Regions from separate parts of the Hordeum vulgare genome. Here region 2 is linked to region 1. The links are chromatin contacts, called in public Hi-C maps. All regions are on one chromosome and are shown on one strand. Each heading gives the region's core, a stretch centred on a gene start, on an enhancer-like site or on the middle of the called end of the contact. The rest is flanking DNA. Distances are from core to core; before and after follow the strand shown. Region 1 holds the start of LOC123440522 (transcription factor DIVARICATA-like). Region 2 holds the start of LOC123444868 (coronatine-insensitive protein homolog 1a).

Region 1 (6,417 bases), core at 1,861-4,360:
AAAGCTCCAGGACCAGGATTATAGTACAAAACGAAACCAGAATGTAAAAGTATATAGCAACAAATGGCAATTCAGAAATGCAATAAAACAGGACTGATATATCTACGCGCATGTTTTTTTATATGGTAATATATGTCTCATTCATATCATAAAAAATAAAATACAAATCACGTAAAAACCGACATGATAAAATTGAAAGGATAGCAAAATATCTTTAAGTTTGACATCAAAAACCGCCACCTATCTTCGACACCACCTCAACAACCATCGGAGAAAAAACAACAGATCATTTTTTCATTCAAACTCGACACAGCTTCATCGTTGATATATAATTTTATGGACATTTAAAATGGCTCATCCACAATAACCGTGCGAGCGGATTTCTACATACAAATACACTGGAGAAAGCTGCTCCATTGATTCTTTTTTACTATGCAATTACGCGACAGGTAGAAGCCCTGGCGCACATGTACGCCACCAAACACGCATATACGCCACTAGTGTGTCTGCCACTTTGCACCAAGTTTTACTTGAGCTTTCTGTTTGACATATTCGATTTGGGATAGTTAATGACATGTTTGAAGCGGCCCCTCAAATTGTCCTAAATGTTCACACCGAGCTGTCAGTTTACCATCCAGTTTTTTGTGGACATGTGTGTGAGTCGGTTTTCCCGCAAATCAAAAACAAACCGGATGAATTTTTGAGATCCTGAATCTCCGTCGGGTAGGAGTCACACACCCCTTGAATCACCCAAAATCACGCACGGAGCTTGCATCTCCTTCCCTTCCCTTTGCTATGCATATCTTTCTCTTTGACCAATGATGACGTTGTACCAACCCGGTCGCCCGCCAAACCCTTCTAGATCTTTGCGATCTTCACCGTTCCACCGGGTCATCATGCTCCTTTGCCTACACCGTTGTTACACCTCTCGTTTGTACGCCATGCGAATTCGTCCGTTGGGGTGACCACACCTGATAAGTGTTCGATGAAATGTCGTCCTAATTTTTTGACATTTTTCTCCCGTCTTTTGAATCTATGGATTCAGACATGGAGTACTTTACAATAACTACATTGAGACATCCAACGATTCGTACGATGAGGAGGAGTACGAGGATGAAACGACGATGATGCAAACAGTCCTTGCAGACACAAAGCATGGGGAAAAGCATGTTCTCAATTTGAAGGGATCAATCAAGGGTCATCGAGTGCTAAATCGGAGTGGGGCACTAGCCATTTGACGTTGATCGACGACTACTTTGCTGTCGATGCCCTATTCGCGGACAATTTCGTCGACACTTTCGGATGCCGAAAATGTGTTTGACCGCCTCTACAATGGTGATTGGACCTATGATGACTAATTTATCTTGAAGAGGGGTGTCATAGGAAGAATTGGATTATCTGGTTGTCAAAAGTGCATGACAACATTGTGCACAGTCGCATATTCGTGCAACTAGTACCTCCGGGCTCCCGAGCGCACATGCACAGAAGCCATAGTCAGATTTGCTACTGCGAAGGTCGAGGTGTTTGGACCTCGGTAATTGAGAGAACCAATTGTCGCCGACGTCGAAAGGCTCATGTACTCTCAGAACCAAGATGGTGACCATGTATGCTCGGATCTCTTGATTGCATGTACTGGAGATGGAAAAAACTAACTATATGCTCTACCATCATTCTTGAAGTAGTTGCATCATAGGACCTTTGGATTTGGCATGCTTGAGTCTCATAGCGACATCAACGTGTTGCAATAGTCTTTATTGTTTAATAGGCCGACTAAAGGACAAGCTTTTCTGTGCAACTATACTGTTAATGGAGATGACTACAACATGAATTACTATTTGATTGACGCCGTGGGCGACTTTTGTAAGACCATCTCTGAGCTAGTTGATCAAAAAAGAGGTCAATTTGCCCAGAGACAAAGAGTTAGAAAGCATGTGGAGAGGTCATTTGGAGTGCTTCAAGCCCATTTTCAGTTTCGGTGACCTGCAAAAATATGAGATCCAATGACCTCGCAGGAGGGGATGACACGTTGTGTGATAATGCACAATATGATCGTGGAGGATGAGGATGAAGATGTTGCGGGAGGTCTGGAATTTTGAGAACATGGATGATTCTATCCAATTTTCGCATCAGAATCTAACAAGATTTGAGGAGCTTGTTCGAATATATCAATAAACTCTACATCGAGCAACTCATGAACAACTTAAGCAAGATATAACAAAGCATATGTGGGCACTTAAAGTAGACAACTAGAACATATGTACTAGTTAAATTCAAGTTTCAACTATTTGATTTCAGAACTTAGTTAGATTTATATTTACATTTGAACTAATGGCGCATTTGAATATTTTTCACTCCTTGAAGATGTGATATGTTGTTATTTTAAGTGTTGCAGTTTTTTAAAAAGCGAAACAAAGGTTTATAGATCAGGATTGGATAATGACTCATGTATCCGTGTCCACAAATAAATCTGAACCAACCCACAGACAAATAATGTGTCTATTTTAAGTGCCGACGCTGGAGATGCGCTAACCATATATGCCATGTGATGCACGAGCTCCCTTTTTTTTACTTTGCATCATGACAGGCACAATAACACTATATTGCACTCCCATAGTCTGTAAAAGGTCTCGCAAAAACATGTTCGTAAAAATCTGAAATAATTCATACATGTAACATGGGCCATAATCTATACACCTGCACATTTTGGTTACGAGACACGATCGATTCTTCCTTCTTTTATGAATACGGTATAAACGCAAGCATTGATATAAATGTGTATACATTCACCTCTATGAACGTACGCACATACATCTTATTTTTTTAACACCTTTCAAAGACTTGTCGAGCGTCTTTTTTCACTAAAAATATATTATCGAAAATTCTGAAGTAAGTTCAAAAATAATGTGAGCACGAGGACTCAAAACCTAAAAGGCTGGGATAGCACGGGTACTCTAACCATTCAACCAAGGATTGATTCGTCACGATCGATTCCTTGGGTTGAAATAATTCATACATGTCTGAAAAAGCAAGACATATATTCACCAAAACTGAATCTTGTTACCATTAGTTAGCATTCCCTCCTTGTTTCTTTACCTCTTGTGCTTGCCTCGTTGAGAGACCACAAACTCCACCAAGGCCCAATCACAAGCATCCACTTTCTTTTTGCTCATCTTCTCAAGGCCTCCAACGGTGGAGGCGGAATAAACTCCGGCCACTTTTTGCAGCCGCCCGGAATTTGATACTCCCCCGGTCCTCCCCTATATAGGCACGCCTCCTTCCACCTCCCTCCTTCGCCACTTTCCTGCCTTCCTCCATTGCTCGCCGTCCTAAGCCCAGCCGCTCAGGTAGGAGCACTAGAGCCGACATGATGGCGGAGGCGTGGATGAACGTGCTGCCGCCGCCGGCGCCCTACTTCGCCGGGCAGCCGTGCTGGGCCGTGCAGCAGGAGCGTCGCGGAGGCGGCGCTTGGACGCTGGAGGAGAACAAGGTGTTCGAGGAGGCGCTCGCGGCGATCGACCTGGACGCGCCGGACGGGTGGGAGATGGTCGCGCTGATGCTGCCCAGGAAGACGGTGGCCGACGTGGTGAACCACTACAGGGCCCTCGAGAACGACGTCGGGTTCATCGAGGCCGGGCTGGTCCCGTTCCCTCACTACGACAGCTCGTCCCCTTCGTCCGGGTTCACTCTGGACTGGGACGGCGGCAGCGCCGGCGCCGGCGGGTTCCGGCGCGGCTACTGCCTCAAGCGCGGGCGCGCCGACCAGGAGCGCAAGAAGGGCGTCCCGTGGACGGAGGAGGAGCACCGGTAAGCCGCCATCTTCGCGATCTTCTTGTGCTCCGATTGTTGGCGGTGGAAATTTGATCGTGTTCATGCGCTGCGTGCGTGCAGGCTGTTCTTGAAGGGGCTGAAGAAGTACGGGCGAGGGGACTGGAGGAACATCTCGCGCAACTACGTGACGAGCCGCACGCCGACGCAGGTGGCCAGCCACGCGCAGAAGTACTTCATCCGGCTCACCTCCGGCGGCAAGGACAACAAGCGCCGGTCCAGCATCCACGACATCACCACCGTCAACGTGCCCGACGAGGACGACCGCAACAGCCCCTCGGGGTCCCCGCCGTCCGCGGTCACCACCGCCGACACGAAGCCCTCGCCGTCGTTCGGCGGGCAAGGGCAACGGCACGCCTTCATGCCGCCGACGCTGCCAGTGGGGACGCTCGGCGGCGGCCATCCCTACGGCAACGTGAAGCTCGAGCACCAGAGCTCGTTCATGGACGGCGGCACAGTCCTCGACATCGACGACTCGCTCCTCCTGCAGATGCAATGCGGACAGCTGTGACGTCCCCTCTCGCCGCGGCGAATCCCGCCCGGAGGACAAAACAGCGGCGGCACCCATCACCATCATCGCATCCACGGCCGTGCTTGCCTCGAGAGCAGTCTGGTTGCAGAGCCGGCGTGCTTGTGTCTCGATCGACCGACACCCAGATGATGGCACCCAAGCGAAAACATGTGAGAGCGACACGGCGGTGCGGAGCGTGCAGGTCTGCGTCCATGGAGAAAGAAACCTCAAGAACCCATCGACGTGCCGCCCAGTGTACATAGAACCTCAACCTCCCACTGTACTGAAAAACAAAATCCGAAATAAGCCTTCGATGAAGCTCGTACTCCCGTGTGCGTGCTCCGGTCTCAAAATTGTTGGAACTTGGAAGTTTCGATTTGGCTAGGCTCTCTCGGCCGCCTGAAATCGTCCATGTGCTGCCGGCCTAGCCTGGCGCCCTGGCACCCGGGGCTTCTCATCAATGCTGATCTCGTTCCGTCCGTCGTCTCCGCCACGAAATATTGAATCCTCATCCTCCTGCGCAGGCCGGCCGGGCATAAACTAGTCCGCCTCGTGTTCCTTGCTCTCGCTCCTGCCTGCTGCCCGCCCATGCGCAGGTGTTGGCTCAGCTCAGGGCGCGCGCGCGCGCGCCACCTCTGGCTCCAGTTGGCCAGCTGCGGGGAGAGTATCAATTTGATTCGTCAATCAGCTCCACGAGAACTGCCTTGCCTTGCCTTGCGGAATGATGTAGTAGTGGCTGGCACGCTGCACGCAGCATCAATGCACTGTGGCACTACTACTACAGTACTACTACTACTACTAGCAGGGAGGGAATGAGTTGGAGGTCCACCCAGAGCAAGCCAAAGGCATCACATGCGCCAACAGCAACAGCAGCGAATCCCGTGTCCTTCTCGCTGTCGTCTCTACCCTTTTCGTCCCCTTCCTCCCTTCCCAGAGCGTGGAAAGCAATGTGAACTCGCACCGTTCGTTCATCAGTGGCGGTGGGCGCACGCTGTCGAGGGCACGGCCACGGCAGCAGCAGTGAGATTCACTCATTCGTGCAGGTGCCGGTCCCCGGAGCTCCAGTGGGACGCAGCGCTTGTCTGCCTGTTACGCGGTACGGTCTGGACGGGCTCTGGAGGCGGCTGCAGCGGCAGGGGAGGCTTCTGCGTGCCCGGCTGCGGCTGGACTGCCGTCGTCGGCGCCGGTGGCTGGATCGGGCGGTGCCCGTTGGCTCCTGGTGGTGGACTGGTGGCGCGTGACTCGGCGCTCTCTCGCGGGGGGAAGATTCATCTCCGTGACTTGTGTCACGTCGCTCTTTTAGCGAGCACCTGACCTGACCTGACCTGACCAGACCACTCGGCTTTCCTCCCCGACGAATCATTCGCCCTCGCCCAATTCCAGATCGCATTAGCCGGCTATAATAATACGCTGTCGAGCCGGCGAATGGGGTGCCTGGTCCGGCCACGACAGAGCCAGAAAAGCGGGACCTGAAAACTAAGTTAGTAGTAAGACTAGCTAGCTAAACCAAAACCTCATCATCAGCGTCGCAAAGCTCCGCATCAGAGAGAGCTGAGCCAGCCGTCTCTGAAGTCTGAACTGAATCCCACGGGGACGGGGTGGTTGGTGTCCCCTCTGCCGCTAACCATCTGGTTTTGTTTAGCGGCCGGCTGGCCGGCCTTTGCCGCTATGCCGCCGCCATCATGGCCTGCCCCCATGCCCAATACGACGTCCCTCCCGCTCCCAGTGCCGCGCGCACTGGCGCTGGCTCCAGCCACGCGCCGAGGGGCCAAAAGCAGCGCCCCGGCGCAGCGCAACTTGCGACTTTTGCGAGGCCGTGGGGCAAGCAAGATTCATGCAAATCCAACGCGGCCACGCAGGGCCGGTGAAGTGGGCGCCCCGTGTGCCCGCCGGCCTAGCTCAGTGCCTTTCCCTGCCCTCGCTTTCGCTCCCTGCTTTCCCATTTGTTTCGTTCCGCACCGTCTCCCTCCTCGGCCCGGCGAAGTGGCAGCGGTAACCAACCACCGTATGATGAGACGGTGAGTGCCGGCTGTTGCTGCTGCAGCTTCGCGTCCTGCTCCTCCAGCCGCTTTTGCTGCTCG
Region 2 (7,174 bases), core at 2,148-4,647, 130 kb after region 1:
GCCTCTGCCCAGCAAGGGAGTAGTACGCGAGAACCTGGGCTTGCCTCTCCCCACAGGGTTCACGGTCGAGCGTCATGCGATGCAGGCCGCCAGGGCTCGGAGGCGTGAACTCGATGTTCCAGAATGGCCTCGCCATGAGAAGGAGCTCGAGGCCTGCTGGGGAGGCCTTATAGCCTTGCACCCATATGTACCTGAGCGACGGCATATGGAGCACCGCGAGGGAAAGGGCTTGCTCGCTGAAGCAGCAGCTCCGAAGCTCAAGCTTCCGCAGGTTGGTGCATCCGATTGCGAAGCGGATCAATCCCTGGTCAGATTCACCGACGTTGCCCAGTAGCATGTATTGGATGTTGCCGCTGTACTGCCCGATGTAGTCGAGGCCTATGTCCGAGAGCCCTCCAGGTCTCAGGTAGAGAGCAAATCTCCGGAGCTTGGTGCAGCTCCTTAACAGAGCTCGAACGCCGTTGTCGAGTGGCAGATCAGTTACCTGCTTTTGTCTGTCGAGCAGGACAAGCCGGAAGTCATAAAGATTCTTGCAGAAAGTCCCGATAGATTCAAGAGCACCGTTGGTGATATCAGATACATAGGCAGCTATGTACTCCAGGTCACGGCAACCAACAGCTACCGCTGTCAGGCCTAACTGAGAAACTCCTCCTTGCTCTTCTTGTAGACCTGGATCATCATCCCCTCGCTCAATTCGGAGTCTTCGTAGCTTCTTGCATGTATCGCCAACAACCTCTAACCCTCTGTCTCCTATCACATTCCTCACCTGTTGACAGAATCTACTATCAGTAAAAATGAGAGTGTGACAAATTTCAGGCACCCAAAATACAAGAGTATATGAGAAACATTACCTCAAGAACAAATAGGTTCGGGCATTTTGAGATAAGCTGGCAATGATCCTCGGTGGTGAGGAAAGTGTACTGCAAGTCCAGCTTCTTTAGTGAAGCAGAAAATGGGAAGATGACAGGCATCTCATTTTTCCCCATGAATGTAAGCCCCAAGAAGCATACTCTTGGTGGAAACTTGACTTTTTCATACTTTGTTAGCTCTCCTACCTCGTTGAATGCTCCTCCAGCAAAATCTTGCAATGCACTGGCTGCTTCGAAAAAACCAATCAGGTCTGAAAGATCACACTCACTGATCTTTAAAGACAGTAATGATTTGCAGTTCTTTGCTAGAAGCTCCAGATCAGCCGGCGCCACTTTGAGCTCAGTCATGTAGAAGTTCAGTGTCACAAGAACAGAATTGTTGACAGCAAGTTCATGAAGCCATTCACCACCTTCATCAGTAATCACACATTCCTCAAGAAATAATGTTCTCAGGGATCTGCTAAGAGAGAATTCAGAATAGCGTGTTACTGCAGTGATAGCACGCAATCATGCCAGTGACGGTAAAATCACTTTGAAACAATGTACCGCAGACGAATGCCTTGCTAAAGGAGCACAAAAATAGTTGAAAGCTAAGGAAGAATGGAAAGTGCGATGAACAGCGAATTACTGGTGAACCAAGAAACCTACAAAGACACATCTAAAACTTCATGAACATGTCCCCATGTTCTGTCCCCTTTCATTAATAGTAGGACAGCAGAACAGCTATTGATGTCAAGTCCAATTTTCTTTATCAATTCACGGTTGCATTATGAGGCATTTCCAGGCAAAAAGAAGCACACTGTACATGCATTCTACCTAAAGCACTACAGATCCTTTGTAGCATGCTAACCTTTCGTCTTCCACCTCCATATGTGAACTTGACAAGCTCACACAAATCATACTTGCATTCTAAGAGGAAATAATTTCCCTCACACAACTACCATAGGTGCAGAATTCAGACTAAGCGAAGTTAACACGGAGACGTGGAAAGGCTTTTGCCAAAAGAGTAAAAAGGAAGGACAAGATGAATAGATGATGCTTGAAAGTCGATATGACAGTATGACATAGTGCCACACTAATCGGATCATGATAGAATTGATTGGTAACAGAAACCACCAACTTGCAACTTTATTTTGGTTCAAAATGTGTCCCATAGTGACGGATGTAGTCTTGTGCAAGTCCAATCAAAGTAGTACGATAGCACTCCTGGGGAAGATAGATCACCTGACTGGTGCAACCTCAAATTATAGTTTGCTTAAGCCTGACTTGGTTGGGACTTGTGAGCTGTTGTGAGTCAATTTCACAAACTAGAGACCTGAATGGACATATGCTAGACAGAAACGACAGGTAAAACCATAGAATTACACCAAATCTCATACATCTCCCTTCGGTAGTCATTTGCCGTATATCAATTCGATGTAGAAACTAGTGCCATGATGTATCATGGCGCCCAAATAAATTGTGTGTGGAAGCGAACCTGACACCTTCCCTCACATGACCGTATTTCATACATCTCATGATAGAGCAAACAAATATCTAATTATAGAAACTGGCACTTAGCTCGCCCTTATCCATTATTACTCCATTTGGCGAAACCAACTAACACAGACCAGATCAACCCTAATTCATCACGGAGCAGGTCAACTGCCACAATCACTGTAACTCGCGAGCACGCATCAACGGGCGGCGAAAGGGGGAAAAAAGAGAGGTGCACGGATGCACGGAAGCAAAAGAGAGAGCTGGTGGACTACCTGCAGGAGCGTGCGACGAGGCGGAGCGCGTCAGTGGAGAATCCGGAGCACTTGTCGAGCTTGAGCTCCTGCAGCATGTGGCCGCGGGAGCGGATGAGCGCGGCGACGTCGTCGTCGGCGACGGTCATGCGGCGGAGGTGGAGCGCCTTGAGGCACTCGAGAGGCGCGGCGAGGCGGGCGACCCATGGCGCGGCGTAGGCGCCCCAGTCGTCGGAGATGAGGCCGTACATGGCCGCGCGCGGCCTGCCCTTGAGCGCGAGCGACTCGAGGCGCGGGAAGCGTGCGAGGAGGCGGGCCGGGTCGGCGGCGTAGCAGAAGGCGACGGTGACGTGCTTGCGTGTGAGCGCGTCGATGCGGTGCCAGCGGCGGCAGACGAGCGAGGCGGCCTCCCGGTCGCGCGGGGCCTCGACGTAGCCCATGACGAGGTGCAGCGCCTCGTCGGGCACGCCGAAGCTGAGCGCGCGGCTCAGCCGCCGCGGCTCCGGCACCTCCCCGCCCATCGGATCGGCTACCGGCTACCGGCTACCGGCTGCCGCGCGGGGGATCTGGGCGGAGCCCGGCGGGGGCCGGGGGCATGGAGGCGGAGGCGGAGATGGAGATTCCTCCTCCCTCCCACCCTTTCTGCTGCGGGGTGGGCTTTGCGGGAGGACGGGAGAAGGGAAGGGAAGGGGAGGGAAATTATTGGAGGGAGGGAGAATGGAGGGATAGGACTTGGGGAGGCAGCTGCAGCTTTTACCTGCGTGGCTGCGCGGCTCGGCTCGGCTCGTCTGGTGGTGCCGCGCCACGTACGCCCCGCCGGTGGGCGCGATAAATGGCCTCGCCCCGCCCACCCGGGTACAGCCACAGCCCACACCACGGTACCACTCTACTCTCTAGTACTGTACGTGCCACTCGACGCTCGTGAGCGTGCCGCCGATGATCGTGTGCGTACGCTTTTCCACGAAATTATTCGACTTGATTTTACTAGCGCCACGCCACTGAGGTAGGAATTGGAGTAAAACTCGTCGGCATCTTTGTTTTTGTTTGATGGCGTATGTGTGGAGTGCAGGATGGGAATTGGGAGCTGAAAAGACAGTGTTGGTCCAGGAGCTACTTAGAGCATCTTCAACAGTCCGTATGTTCAATCGTTGGTATATGTGTCCACATCAACAACCAACAACATATCATATAAGCTCTTTAATGGAGTGTATATTAATCGTATGTAAAATAACTAAGCAGGTCCACTAAATAGTGAAGAAATAACCATGCTTGCCTCGGAGCTTGTGCGTGAACCGTTGTTTCAAGTTCATACGATTTCATTCTCTTTTTTTTTTATTATGTGTTATGTCATTAAAATCATCTATGTGGCAATTTTACCAACGATGATCATACCATCATTGGAGATGCCCTTAGTCGTATATTAGCGGCAAGTGGATTTATATACAACTAGTGGATAAAACACCCTCCATCTTGTGCAAGATTGCCTTGCCATAGGCTTTGTGGGTGTGGGGTGCATTATTGCGTGCTTGCTTGTTTTGGCTGCCTGCCCATCGGCTCTTTTCTATACTACGGTGTATCTTCTTCAGTGGGCCACGAAATTGCTCCAAATGTCTACACAAATATTGGATGACGCCAGTCTGTGCAGAGCTGAGATTAGCTCCCCTAAAAGAAAAGCTAAGGTTAGCTGGGCATGCACAGATAAAGCACACACATTCATAAAAGATGTGTGCCAATACACTAGAATGTCATTTGCTTCATTGCAAACTGTGTTCGCGTGGGCCCCTTTTTCTTGCCTAAAACCTTTTGGGAAGTAATGGATTTTTAATACTATTTTCAAGTTCAGTAAGCATACTATTATTATTATATTAATTATCATAATTATTAGAGGGATTACCGGGATACGTTCTAGGATTATTATTGAAATTCCCTCTATAAGCATTATTATTGGAATTGCTCTTTGAGATAAAATTCACATCAATAACATCTTTATTTGTCCAATCAAAGTAAATAGAGGAGTATCAATTGGATCAATAGGATTACTATTAATAGTGAGCATATACATGATAGCATCAACCTTGCCTCTTACGAAGGAGATTTCGACAACGGAATTTTCCTTCTTACCAATTGGAGCATGCTCGATGTGCGATTGGGAATAGATCGCCATCATATTACCAAGAAGATTTGTAGCCTCTCCAAGTGTTATCCCCATGAACGTACCACCTGCAGTTGAATCCATGTGTAGCCTCTCCTCGAAGGTTTTTTGAAACAAAGTTTAGTCCAGCATAAAATTTGTGTACTATCATCCAATGGCACAATCCATGTGTAGGACAATTTTAAGAATATTTTTCATTCTCTCCCAACAACATGCTCTTGGTCAAGTTGCATGAAATTCATAATTTGGTTTCTCAAAGAAATAATTTTTGTGGGAGCAAAATACTTGCCAATAAAACTATCTTTGCATTTAGACCAAGAATCATGTTATTTTTCGGCAAACAAGATAACCATGCCTTAGCTCTATCTCTTAGAGAAAAACAAAAAAAAGATAGAGTTTAACAATATCAATATCCACACTTTAATTTTTTGCATCTCACATAACTCAACGAAGGTATTAAGATGGGAAGCAACATCTTCATTATAGTTTCCAAAAAAAACGTCCTTTCATCACAAGATTGAGCAAAACAACTTTCATATCATAATAATCCGCACTAGTGACGGGAGGAGCAATAGGAGTACTAATGAAATCGTTGTTATTAGTAACTGAGAAATCGCAAATTTGGTATTTTTAGGAGTAGACACTATGGCGACATAAATAAAGATAACTACAAAGTTTTTTTGGATTTTTTGGCAAAAAAAGAAGGTAAAAAAGGAAAAAGGCAAGAAAATAAAAATAAATAAAAATAAAGCGTTTGTGCGAAGGTACTTGATTTGTAAGATGAAGTCTCCCCAGCAACGGTGCTAGAAATTCTTCATGTCCTCACAATGGAGTTGTTAGATTTACTCGAAGAGGAAGTGTGAAACAGTATAGTAGCACATAGTATTTTCGTGAGTCAAGAACCAAGATTTACCAAACCAGTAGGAGGCAACACATGAACAATTTCAGCACCACCTTCACACAAAAAAAATTGCTTCCACCCAACAAAGGCAAGGGGTTCGTCACTCCCCTTGTTCTTGCCAACCACAAGTTAAAAAGAAAATAGTGATAATGATAGCAAATGATAATTCCCCAAAAAAGGCAAAGGATAATAGTAACAAACATAATGACAACAAATAGGTAGTAACTGTAAGCGTGTGTAATGTATGGATAATGGCACCGGGGGCCATAGGTTCACTAGTGGTATCTCTCTTGAAAGCAAGATAGCCAAGGGTAAGCAAATCACTGTTGGAAAATCGGTATAATTGAGCATAGTTATGAAGATCATCCATGTCATCATCATTAAAAAGGCATTATGTCACTGACAGGTAGACCTTTAATTCAACTTCATCTACTACTATTACTCCACCCCAAGATCGCTATCCAGCGTGCATCTCAAAATATTAAGTTCATACAAACAAACTAACACATTAAGCACGAAGACATAATGTAGACAAGAAGAGATCAATCAATATGACCAAACTGCATCGTTTTACCCTTAGTAGAAACAATACAATACGTGTTGTGTCCTTTCTGTCACTTGACAAGATCACTGCAAGATTGAACCTACTACAAAGCACCTTTACCACTAAAGATAGATCGATCAAACTTGGTCAAAGTAGAAGGATAAATTCAGAGAAATACAAAGCTAAAAATTTTTGCAACAAATAACGCTCAAAAAACTCAAAATAGATCAATCAAATAATTTGATCATAAACCCACAATTCATTGGACCCAAAAAAACACATCACAAAAGATTACATCAGATTGAACTTAGAGAATATCATTGTATTGAATATCAAAAGAGAGAGAGAAAGTCATCTAGCTACTAGTCTAAAAGTGTAGTTCGTGGAGGAATTACTCGCACATAATCATGGAGGCAAAAAAGTTGATGAAGATGGCCTCCCCATTGATTTCCCCCACCGATAGAGTAGTGGGAAAGGGCTCCGGATGGGATAGCGGCTGAAGAGAGGCGTGCGGCGACGATGAAATTGTTTCAGGTCTTGCTTCAAGGGTTTCTAAATATGTGCGTATTTATAGGTCAAGAATTAGGGCAAACAGAGTTGCGAGGGGGGCACGAGTCAGGTCGGGGTGCATCCCCCTGGCTTGTGGGTCCCTCATAAGTCTTCTACTCCTCCCACAAATCTTCTAGGGTATCTTATGTTCCAGAAAAAAAGTCCACGTGAATCATCTTGTTTAGACTCCAGTGGGTGCGGTTTTTCTATGAATCAAAAACATGCAAAAAAACAGGAACTGATACTAGGCCCTAAACTAATAGGTTACTCCATAAAAGTAATATAAATGGCATTTAAAGCATACTAATAATATAGTATTATTTACCTATTAAAAATATATATACATTGGAGACATAACAATGGTCTAGAGAGTTTGAGCTAGTGGTGGCCTCACTGAGAGTGGATGCGCTTTTGAGGAAGTATGGGAGC

The links. Hi-C and Micro-C count contacts between places; a contact is called where the count stands out from the background.
Region 2: a Hi-C map of leaf shows a contact between it and region 1, with 3 times the contacts expected there. The contact joins the promoter of LOC123444868 here to the promoter of LOC123440522 in region 1. A contact is called at or near these places in 4 of 6 Hi-C or Micro-C datasets (leaf, seedling and an unstated tissue) and 1 of 1 datasets of contacts at active chromatin or transcription factors (embryo).

The regions. Positions count from the first base shown.
Region 1 is chr3H:545,583,939-545,590,355 of MorexV3_pseudomolecules_assembly, forward strand. It overlaps LOC123440522 (transcription factor DIVARICATA-like), which reads left to right and starts at 3,111. Exons shown (of 2, transcript XM_045117087.1): 1 at 3,111-3,804; 2 at 3,889-4,661. The coding sequence starts at 3,365. The coding sequence ends at 4,336.
Region 2 is chr3H:545,716,927-545,724,100 of MorexV3_pseudomolecules_assembly, forward strand. It overlaps LOC123444868 (coronatine-insensitive protein homolog 1a), which reads right to left and starts at 3,398. Exons shown (of 3, transcript XM_045121736.1): 1 at 2,621-3,398; 2 at 852-1,326; 3 at 1-766. The coding sequence starts at 3,120.